Linked DNA regions of Sus scrofa: region 1 is linked to region 2. Evidence: chromatin contacts called from public Hi-C data. All regions are on one chromosome and are shown on one strand. The core of a region is the stretch at or near the end of the contact, and the rest is flanking DNA. Distances in the headings are between cores, read along the strand shown. Region 1 has its middle 140 kb from the start of ZCCHC6. Region 2 has its middle 190 kb from the start of GAS1.

Region 1 (5,661 bases), core at 2,929-5,428, 150 kb after region 2:
CAAACCAATTCAAATAATGTACTGATCCATCCATCTTCTGGGGGGGGAGGTGAGGGGAAAGTATGCATTGCCTAACGACCATCCCCTCAGAAATAATGAGGAACAAACTATTCGGTTGGATCTGGCGAAAATAGGAGAAATTGTTGTGCTGTGAAAGCATTTCATTTGAGATATGCAAAGCCAGATTTAAAAAAATAGTTCACAAAATCCATAATTACTAATTCCTTAGGAAACAGAAGCCCTAAGAAAAATACTGAATGTATTTCTTAGACCTGGACCAACTACTGTAAGAACAGTAGAGGGATATCTCATCTAAAAAAAGGGAGAACGGAGTTCCCGTCATCGCTCAGTGGTTAACGAACCTGACTAGTATCCACGAGGACGTGGGATCTATCCCTGGCCTTACTCAGTGGGTTAAGGAACCAGTGTTGCTGTGAGCTGTGGTGTAGGTCACAGACGGGGCTCGGATCCTGCGTTGCTGTGCCTGTGGTGTAGGCTGGCAGTTGTAGCTCCTATTCAACCCCGAGCCTGGGAACCTCCATATGCCGTGGCTGCAGCCCTAAAAAGACAAAAAGTAAATAAATAAATAAATAAATAAATAAATAAATAAATAAATAAATAAAAACATACAAAACCTTAAACATACAGCAAAAAAAAAAAAAAATCATCCTATTGATGCCTAAGTTTCTTCCTCTATAAAATGGGTTAAATATAGTATCTATTGCATAGCCTCCTTGAGGGAATTAAATAAGTGAGTATGTGTAGCACATTTAAAACTATGAGTAACACATAGTATTTTATCAATTGTGACTCCTTTTTAAAATCCGTCATCTTAGGAATATAATAGAGAGTAGGAAAAGAAGTGGAAATGAGAAGTGGCTCTTTTGAGCAGCAGCTCTCTGTTTTTGCTTCTCTCTGCGCTTTCTTTGTACTCAAAACTTCTTTTTCATTCTCTCTCTAGGAAGCTTTCACATGGGTGTGTATCGGTGGGTGGGTGAGCTCGCAGGCACACTGGTACACACACCAGCTCATGTGTCCATGATGCCATGGTAACAGGAGTAAGTAATGTCATTCTGTCACTGCCTCTGATCAGAGTGGCCAGATACCAGAAATACTGGAATTTATGGTGAATTCAATCAGCACCAACTAAAGTCAGTCATAGGTGCTATATTTCACACTCACCCACCGTTGTCTACAGTCTAGGACTTACCACAAGGTTCTGACTTGTTCGCTGTGTCTCTCCACACCCATCCTTACCCTGAACACAGCAGGCTGAGACTGAGACCCTATCTTCCACTGTCTGGTTTCTCAAACCCACACAACTGCACCAGGCTTGGCTAGGTGGTCGAATGGAATAAGCAAGAAAGAACTCCTGCTGAAATAGCCTGCTGTTGCTAAAGTGATAAAATGACTGCTGGTCATACTCTTGGAGGAATTCCTTTATGCCCTCACTTCCTGCAGATTCAGACTCCCGAGTTACTGAATCAGAAATGCACTGGAGTGTTGGAAAAGTCACATATTTTTAACAGACTATTGAAAACATTACATATTTTTAGTGGAGTAAAAAATTACATATTTTCAGTGGAATAAAAAGGCCTTCAAAGTCATCTGATCCAGCCAGCTCATTTTGCAAAAGGAGAAAATGAGACCCAGAGAGATTAAGTGCTTGATTTCAGGTCACACAGAGCTGGAAACACAACCTCAGAGTTGGAAACACAACCGGTCATCTCACCTCTTATTTCACTAAACATCATTGGTCCTATCATAGGCTTGAATAAGTTGCCTTTATTTTTATAACTGGCCTTCCCAAGACACAATTCTGTTTTTCCTCATCTGTAAAAACCCTCAAGGAACTTGGCAATTTACTAGCATTTATTCTGTGCATTCAACTAAGAAATATTGAATGGTAGCTTATAAGTGGGAGAGTATGCTGGCTGGCCAATTATCCTTTTTTAAGTAGAAATCATGAAACCCACCTCTACGTCAATGAAGAAGTGGGAGCTATACACTGGGAACCATATCTAGTCACTTATGATGGAGCATGATGGAGGATAATGTGAGAAAAAGAATGTGTGTGTGTGTGTGTGTGTGTGTGTGTGTGTGTGTGTGTGTGTGAGTGAGATTGGGTCACTTTGTTGTACAGTAGAAAATTGGCAGAACACTGTAAACCAGCTGTAATGGAAAGAAATAAAAATCATTTAAAATAAAAGAAACAGGAGTTCCCATCATGGCACAGAGGAAATGAATCCGACTAGGAACCATGGGGTTGTGGGTTCCATCCTTGGCCTCCATCAGTGGGTTAAGGACCCAGCATTGCCGTGAGCTGCGGCGTAGGGGGCAGATTCGGCTTGGATCTGATGTTGCTGTCGCTGTGGTGTAGGCCAGCAGCTGTAGCTCCTATTGGACCCCTAGCCTGGGGACCTCCATATGCCACAGGTGCAGCCCTAAAAAGCAAAAATAAATAAATAAAATAGAAAAAAAAAAGAAGTGGAAGCTATAAAAAATCCAGGTATCCTTGTGAATTTAATGAAGTCAAAAGTACCAATGACAGGGAGTTCCCACTGTGTCTCACCAGGTTAAGAACACAGCTAGGATCCATGAGGATGCGGGTTCGATCTCTGATCTTGCTCAGTGGGTTAAGAATCCAGTGTTGCCATGAGCTGCAGTTAGGGCACCAATGTGGCTCAGATCCAGTGTTGCTGTGGCCGTGGAGTAGGCTGGCAGCTGCAGCTCCGATTCAACCCATAACATGGGAACCACCATATGCCACGGGTGCGGCCCTAAAAAGACCAAAAAAAAATTTTTTAGCCTCAAATATTTCTTAGGTTATACTTACAATGAAAAAGTATCAATTATTTATCTGTGACTCGAACTTATCTGGGCATCATGTGTTTTATCTTGCAGCAATATCTGAGGGAAATGGGCATTTCACAGTTGGGTTATGGCTCCTCTTCATGTGCCTGGAGACCTGTTACCCCGGTGAGAACGTTCCATGGAGCGAACACATAGACACAGGAAGGAAAATCCTAGAACAATTAGGGAAGAATAGGATTCCTACTTTGTCAACCAGATCAGCGCTCCCATCCCAGGCAGCCAATGAGGTGGTGGCCAGCTTCTTCCATCCAACCTCTTTTCCATTGTGAAAATTTGCTACATAAATCATGGGCATTCTTTACAGCGCAGATGAGTTTCTGAATGGAGTAGGAATGAAATCACATTTCTAATTGGAATATAACAACTGTATTTACAACAACGCTTAAAATAAACTCTTCCTCTCCGCCTCCCCCTCTCCCTCTCTCTCTCTCACACACAGACACAGAAGCAAATTCCACCCTCTCTTACCACAAAAGATCCCTCTCTAATTAAAACTGTATTGCATTTTCATCACAGTTTTTCTGAAACTGAGATGGATAGCTATCTATCTCAGGTTCATATATATATAAATGTGTGTATATACATAATACATACATATCTATATATAATTAAGGTGTATATGTATATATCTCAACCACAGCCTGGCACAAAAGACCGCAAGTATTTTTAACTGTTTTCAATGAGAAAAAAAAAAAATCTGCCTTCCCTCCTCACAGCTCACTTCCACTGAGCATTCCAACACCACCTGCTTCTGTTTAAGCAAAGAGTTGCCCAATTTTTCCCCCTAAACTGGCTTCGATTTAATTATGGCTTTTGTTTTAACCCACACCACTTGGTGATTAAGGCAACAACAGAAACCAGCAGAACCAAAAGAAGCTGGCATAAAGTTTTGTTTCAAATAACTGGGGAAATATCTTCATATGCTTTTCGTCCCTGTAATACAGCTGCCAACTATGACGTTAAAGACTCTCCAGGGGAAATATCCCTGCTATGACCACTTATGCCTTCCCTTTGGAAACTTGAAAGGACCCTCAAAGTTCTCTAGATAGTTTCAGTCAGAGCCTGGCTCTTCCTGATTGCTTACGGATGACATCGGAACCATCTAAAATTCCACGGCAAAGACGCAGTGGAAATGCCCGTATGTGTGCAGCTGGTTAATACCCATGGATTATTCATGAAGTTCCAAATTGGTCTCAAGGAAACAACAGGACAAAGGACTCAGCCACCAGCTTGACTAACTGGAAATCCGATCGGATGAGGTTAGCCTAGTCATCAGAACGAGGGCCCTCATCAGATCTGATTTCCGATGAGCCTCAGCTGAATCTGAGCAGAAAACACAAAGCAGCTGTTATTGCGGATGCTACAATGGGAAGGGCTAAGATCCTTCCACATCGACAGGACTTGGGTAGTAAAGGACCCTCAGTGACATTTCCTCCAGAAGTCACAGATACGAGCCCTGCTTCATGGCCCTCCATAGGGAGCCAGCGGAGTTCCCATTGTGGCTCAGTGGTAATGAACCCGACTAGTTCCATGAGGTTGCAGGTTTGATCCCTGGCTCTGCTCCGTGGGTTAAGGATCCGGCATTGCCATGAGCTGTGGTGTAGGCCAGCAGAGGCAGCTCTGATTTGACTCCTAGCTTGGAAGATTCCATATGCCGAAGGTTTGGCCCTAAAAGACAAAAACAAACAAACAAACAACAACAACAACAACAACAAACAGATAGCCAGCCCATTTTGAGGAGGGCCAAAGGCTGGGGACTAGGCAATATAGAAACATCTGAGGATGGATCCTAACAAAACCTTGAGGAGCCTTCTCAATGGAAATGGCAAAGCTAAGCATCAAAGACAGTACATGGCCTCTGGGTTGAAGTCTCTTTTCAAATTCGAATTGGCTTTAGGTGTTCTCCTTTTTTAGAAGGAGGATTTGATACACAGAGAAAGTGATGGCTTTTGTCAGAAGACGGTATGGGAGGGAGTTCCCGTTGTGGCTCAGTGATAACGAACCTGACAAGTTTCCATGAGAACACAGGTTCGATCCCTGGCCTCATTCAGCGGGTTAAGGGTCTGGTGTTGCCATGAGCTGTGGTGGAGGTCACAGACTCGGCTCACACCTGGGATTGCTATGGCATAGGCCGGAGGCTACAGCTCTGATTTGACCCCTAGCCTGGGAACCTCCATATGCCTCTGGTTTGGCCCTAAACACACACACACCAAAAAAAAAAAAAAAAGAAGAAGAAGGTGTGGGAGTGGCGCACACTCCCAGAGGTTTGGGTCAGTGCTCAAAAAGCAACTCTCAGAGTTCCCATTGTGGCCCAGCAGAAATGAGCCTGACTAGTATCCATGAAGATGTGGGTTCAATCCCTGGCCTCACTCGGTGGGTTAAGGATTCAGCATTGCTGTGAGCTAAAGATTCTTGACTTTGTTTAATGACTGAAGTATTATTATTTTGTCTGGCTTAACTGTTTTCCTTTCTGCATTGTCTCATTTCTCTGATTAAATTTCTTCTTTTTTTGGCCACACCCACAGCACATGGAAATTTCCACAGCACATGGAATCCAAGCTACAGCTGCACCTCCACCACAGTTGTGGCAACACCGGATCATTAGCCTGCTGCACCACAGTGAGAACTCTTAAATTTATTCTTTGTCTAAAGGTTTTCTGCAGACAGAAGGCAGGCAGAGAACATGAGTGGAGATCTATTCTTAAGGTCCTGCTCGGTTACAACTTCACCATGGGGCCTTCCCAGGACTGTCTCAGCTTGCAGAAGCTGACTCATCTGAAGTCATGC
Region 2 (5,118 bases), core at 2,588-5,087:
TTGTTTTGTCTTGTTTGAGTGCTTCCTTACTTTCTGTCATTACAAAATGCTCAAGGCCAATCTTATATATTTCCTGCACCAGTCCTAGAATTAACCATTTATCCGAGGAGTCCTGCTTCTTTTTATTAGAAAATGGTATTAGAAACCAAGATCCAGGCATTAGATATGCTTAGTGCTCTTTGAGGCATATTTACTTTTCTTTTTTTTATTTTTTTATTACTCAATGAATTTATTACATTTATAGTTGTGCAATGATCATCACAATCCAATTTTATAGGATTTCCATCCCACAACCCCAGTGCATCCCCCCACCCCCCGAACTGTCTTCTATGGAAACCATAAGTTTTTCAAAGTCTGTGAGTCGGTATCTGTTCTGTAAAGAAGTTCATTCAGTCCTTTTTTTCAGATTCCACCACATTTACTTTTCATTAAAAAAGCTCTAGGAGTTCCCATTTTGGCACAGTGGAAACAAATCTGACTAGGAACCATGGGGTTGTGGGTTCGATCTCTGGCCTCGCTAGTGGGTTGGGGATCTTGCATTGCCTTGAGCTGTGGTATAAGACATAGATGAGGCTCAGATCTGGCATTGCTGTGGCTGTGGCATAGGCTGGCAGCTGTAGCTCCAATTAGACCCCGAGCCTGGGAACTTCCATATACCTAGGTGCAGCTCTAAAAAAAAACACACACACACAAAAAAAAAAAACCCACAAAAAACAAACAAAAAAAACTCTAAGTAATAGACCTAGAGATTCTCATACTAAGTGAAATAAGTCAGAAAGAGAAAGACAGATACCATATGATACCACCTATATGTGGAATCTAAAATATGACACAAATGGACTTATCTGTGAAATAGAAACAGACTCACAGGCATAGAGAACAGATCTGTGGTTGCCAACAGGGAAGGGGAAGGAGTGGGATGGACCGGGAGTTTAGGGTTAGTAGATGCAAACTATTATATATAGAATGGATAAACAACAAAGTCCCACTGTATACACAGAGAACTCTATTCAATATTTTGTTAAAATCATAATTAAAAGGAACATGAAAAAGAATAAATAGCTAGATGGACATAGATAAATATGTAACTGAATCATTTTGCTGTACACCAGAAACTAACACAATATTGTAAATCAACTATACTTCAATAAAAAATTTAATTAATAAATCTAAAAGATACAATGCAAGTGAACTTATTTGCAAAACAGAAACCAATTAACACATATAAAAAACAAAGTGTGGGGGTTCCCATTGTGGCTCAGCAATAACAAACCCAACTAGTATCCATAAGGATGCAGGTTCGATCCCTGGCATCGCTCAGTGGGTTAAAGAAACCAGGGTTACTGTGAGCTGTGGTGTAGGTCACAGACGCTATTCAGATCCCAAGTTGCTGTGGCTGTGGTGTAGGCCAGTAGCTGCAGCTCCAATAGGACCCTAGTCTGGCAACTTCCATATTTTGCAGGTATGGTCCTAAAACAAAACAAAACAAAAACTGGTTACTAAAGGGGAAAGGGGGTGGAGGAGAGGTAAATGAGCCATTACAAACCACCATATATAAATAGATAAACAGTAAGGTCCTACTGTAGAGCACAAGGAATTATAATAAGCCATCATGGATAGAAAAAAGAAAAAAAAATAGTTATCTGTGCCTTGAGATATTAGCCAGTAATAGTAGTAGCTGTATATAATCTGTAAATACATAAATATAAATATATTGAGAATACATGTCCCATTTTTTAACCTATATACAATGAAAAAAAAAAAAAAAGAAGAAGTTTGGTTGCTAGCACTCCCGAGCACTGTCATTAAAGAGATTCCACTCTAACAAATGCATGTTTCTGATTCTCCAGCATGACTTCCTAAGCCTGAGAGAGACTCTAGGGCTCGAGAGCTGGTTGTCCACCTCTTGGCCAAGGGTGTTAAGACATGGCTTCCACAGGCAGCCCCCTGAGTCCTGGTTGAGGATGGGGGGTTCCCAAGGAGTTGGTGCTGTGAAAGGGGCAGCCTCCCAGGAGGTCCCCACAGAAGAGGAACAGGAGGGTGATGTGGTCAGAGAGGGAAGGGCAGGGTGGGAGGAGCCGAGCTACCTCCGTCGTGGAACAGAGCTGATGCTCAGATGCCTCCTGAGTCATGCTCTGGGCTCCCCCATCAACTTGGGCAGCCACCTCCAGGCTATGCATCCCTTTTCCCTAGTGCTGGAAATTACAATAACTCTGGCTCGGGTTGTCAGGGTCAGAAAGTGAGACACATGGGCAAGAAGAAATCTCGACAAGGCTCTTTACGTCTGCAGAAGGGCACGGGTACTCCAAAAAGTGTGCGCGCAGAACAAAGGACCCTCCCCTATTTGTTCCTAATGCAGGTGATATACCTGTCCCCTTCCCGTTAGTCAGGTCAGGGCGCACACTCTTCCCCACTGGCTAATTTGAAACACATTGTCAGTGGGAGAAGAGGGAAAGGGGAGGGGTGGGGGTCACAGGAAGGCGACTCCCGAGTAAGATGGAGTAACCAAGATTTCCTTTGATAGAAAAGACATTATGTTACTTTCCACACTAGGAACACCAAGGAGGAGATGGGGGGTGCCTGGTGCCCCTCTAGCCCAAGAACAAGAAAGAAGCTCTGCATAAACAAAGCACTCTGTCCTGGGAAGAGCAGCTTGTATACCTGAAAACACAGCAACACAGACGGCGAGGAGGGGTTGTGATGTCCCCTGGCGCCTGCACACAGCCCTGACCCCCAGGGGCCAGGCAGTCAGAGGAAGGGAAATGCTGAGTCTTTGTTTCTCCTTTTTAAAAAATATGCTGAAAAACAAAAGTGCCTTAGTCTAGTGGAGAACATTCCCAGAAACGCCATGGCACCAACTGGCTGCAGATATGGCAAACCATAGCTGCTGACTAATGCAGGAGTTTGTCCTTGGTTTTCAAGGTCAAACTGTAAATTCTCTGGGACATTGGCAGTGATTTTGGCACAGGCCATGCTAACTAATGGACTGAGTGGGAGCGATCCAGATGATTTTGTTCTGGGTAGGACAGGATTGGGTTACCCTAAAGAGCAGCCTTCTGCCTGGAAGCTGGCCTAGACTTTTCAACTCTCTTATTAGAGGGAAGGAACCATTATTTATTACCTCTGGGAAGATGTAAGTTGTTGTGACCCGGGGTGTCACTTCAGGTCTGCAAAGAGGGGCTCCTACTTCTAGAACCTGCCTTCCCCTCGTCCTCTCAGTGCCAGTGGCGTTAAAAGCCCTCCAATCTCCAGGTCTGGTTTCTTAGCAGCTAGAATTCCTGCGGAGAAGATGCTCTTAGGCAGCCCAGCCCCCCAGCCTCTCCTGCCCTCCTCTGATGCTGTCCTCACAAAACACTCACTCCCCACTGGCTGGCCAGGGAAACAAATGCATTTCTGTCCGTGAATCCACAAGACTTCAGTTTGGGGTTAAAAGCATAGAAAATCATAGTATCAGTTATCAGTGTTGTAGCTCTAATGTTACCCTCGTCAAATCACGGCTGATTAAAACCAGCCCTGTTAATAAACCACAGGCTTTATTTCCCCTCAAATGTCTATAACCACTTTCTGCCACCCCTATTAAAAGGAAAAAACCCAAAGAAAAACACAGCTTTGGAGCCCGAGTGCTGCTTATTCCCCAGAGAAGAAGTGAACAAGAAAGAAATGGTTCTTTTTTTTTTTTTTGCCTCACCTTTCCCCCACTTAATGGAGGAAATAATGGAATCACCGATTTTTTTTCATAACGAAAGGGAGAAATTAATAAGAAGCCGGCGGGTGTTATCAGTGGTCTGCAACGTTAGATCAGCTGAGACTAGTCCTCTGCCTCCTAAAACAAACGCATTTGCCAACAATTCCCTGTGTCTGACTCACATCCTCATTACCTCCTTCTCCCTTTCCCCTGAAGGGACTGATTTTTTTCCTCCCATCTAAGCCAAAAAGAATGTCTCTGGATTAAGGAGACTGATGAAAGCATTTTTAATATTTGAGTTCAGGTTTGCAAGCTCCATAAAAGCCACGTTTCCCCTGCTTTGTCTCCTCCGACCCCACCGCCCTTGTCAATAATTTTGTGCCCCCATTTGCTCTACAGAAACCAGCCAAGACCCTTCTCCAGACGGAGTCTCTGGCCCCCTGGCCTGCTCCCCACAGCCTCCTCTCTGCAGGCCACCCCCGGACCCCCACCCCATGCAGGATGTGACATCTTTCCAAAATCTTTCAGAAAGTGGGGGCGGGGAGCCCCCGGGGGTTGGGGTGGGGGAGGAGGCTTGTAATATGACATCTTTCATGTTGATGCCATATGTCCTTCAAGCAAAGACTGGTTTGACGACGACGTGCTGAGCAGCTTGGAGAGGAACATGTTGCAACCCTGGAGGGGAAAGTTTTGACAATCCATTCCAAGGAAAACTGGAACCTTCCACACCCACCCCGCCTTTGACTAATGGAAGGTGGAAAGGAGGGGAGAAGTGTCTTCCCAGGGCATGGAGATAATGGTCTTTGTGCTTCGTTCTTCCTACATTTGTATCACTGTTACAAAGCTATTTTCCTTGGCTCCTCAAATTCATGGTAAATTCTGCCAAATTTACCGTAAATTCTAGGAACCTTGAATTACCTTGTGTGTAATAGGATTTGGCTGGAGGAACCTTACCAGAAAGAGCTCACATCCAGTTTGATTCAATGGTTCTTGAGAGGCAAGGGACCTAGTTTGGTTTTTATTGAGGGGAGGGGGTTGTTTTGTTTTGTTTTGTTTTGTTTTTAAAGTTGTGCTCATCAGGCCACCCTGAGACTGTTCTGAGCTTGGGGTCGGAAATCTGATTGTTCATTGGGCAGCTCTGCCATACCACCCAACTGCCTGGCCTTATTGTTGTACCCAAAGTCCCCCTGGTTTCTGGGCAGAAGCATCCCTCGGAAGCAGTAAAAACCGTCTGCCACCAAAAGCCTCACTCGGACATTTTTCACCTCTTTTCATATCCTGTCGCATCACCGTCCACAGGATAATTGTTTTCAGATGATGGCAATGTACCAAATGACACACTAAATGACAGATTGGTGTGCGTGTAGGCGTGTATTTTATGATGGGCTCTACACCGTTCTTTGTAAGAGGACATGATCAATGTCATCTCAAGG

What was found. Hi-C and Micro-C count contacts between places; a contact is called where the count stands out from the background.
Region 1: a contact with region 2 is called in a Hi-C map of omental adipose tissue, with 1.7 times the contacts expected there. The contact joins two enhancer-like sites. A contact is called at or near these places in 7 of 47 Hi-C or Micro-C datasets (alveolar macrophages, embryonic fibroblasts, heart right ventricle and 4 more) and 1 of 2 datasets of contacts at active chromatin or transcription factors (skeletal muscle).

Annotation. Positions count from the first base shown.
Region 1 is chr10:28,849,278-28,854,938 of Sscrofa11.1, forward strand. No RefSeq gene overlaps it. Among named protein-coding and RNA genes, the nearest start is that of ZCCHC6, 140 kb to the right of the region's middle. Within about 2 kb of position 4,179, at least 6 of the 83 cell types and tissues checked have an H3K27ac peak or open chromatin away from gene starts, as enhancers often do. A contact at or near this core is called in embryonic fibroblasts and omental adipose tissue, where this site is marked.
Region 2 is chr10:28,699,109-28,704,226 of Sscrofa11.1, forward strand. No RefSeq gene overlaps it. Among named protein-coding and RNA genes, the nearest start is that of GAS1, 190 kb to the left of the region's middle. Within about 2 kb of position 3,838, at least 20 of the 83 cell types and tissues checked have an H3K27ac peak or open chromatin away from gene starts, as enhancers often do. A contact at or near this core is called in embryonic fibroblasts and omental adipose tissue, where this site is marked.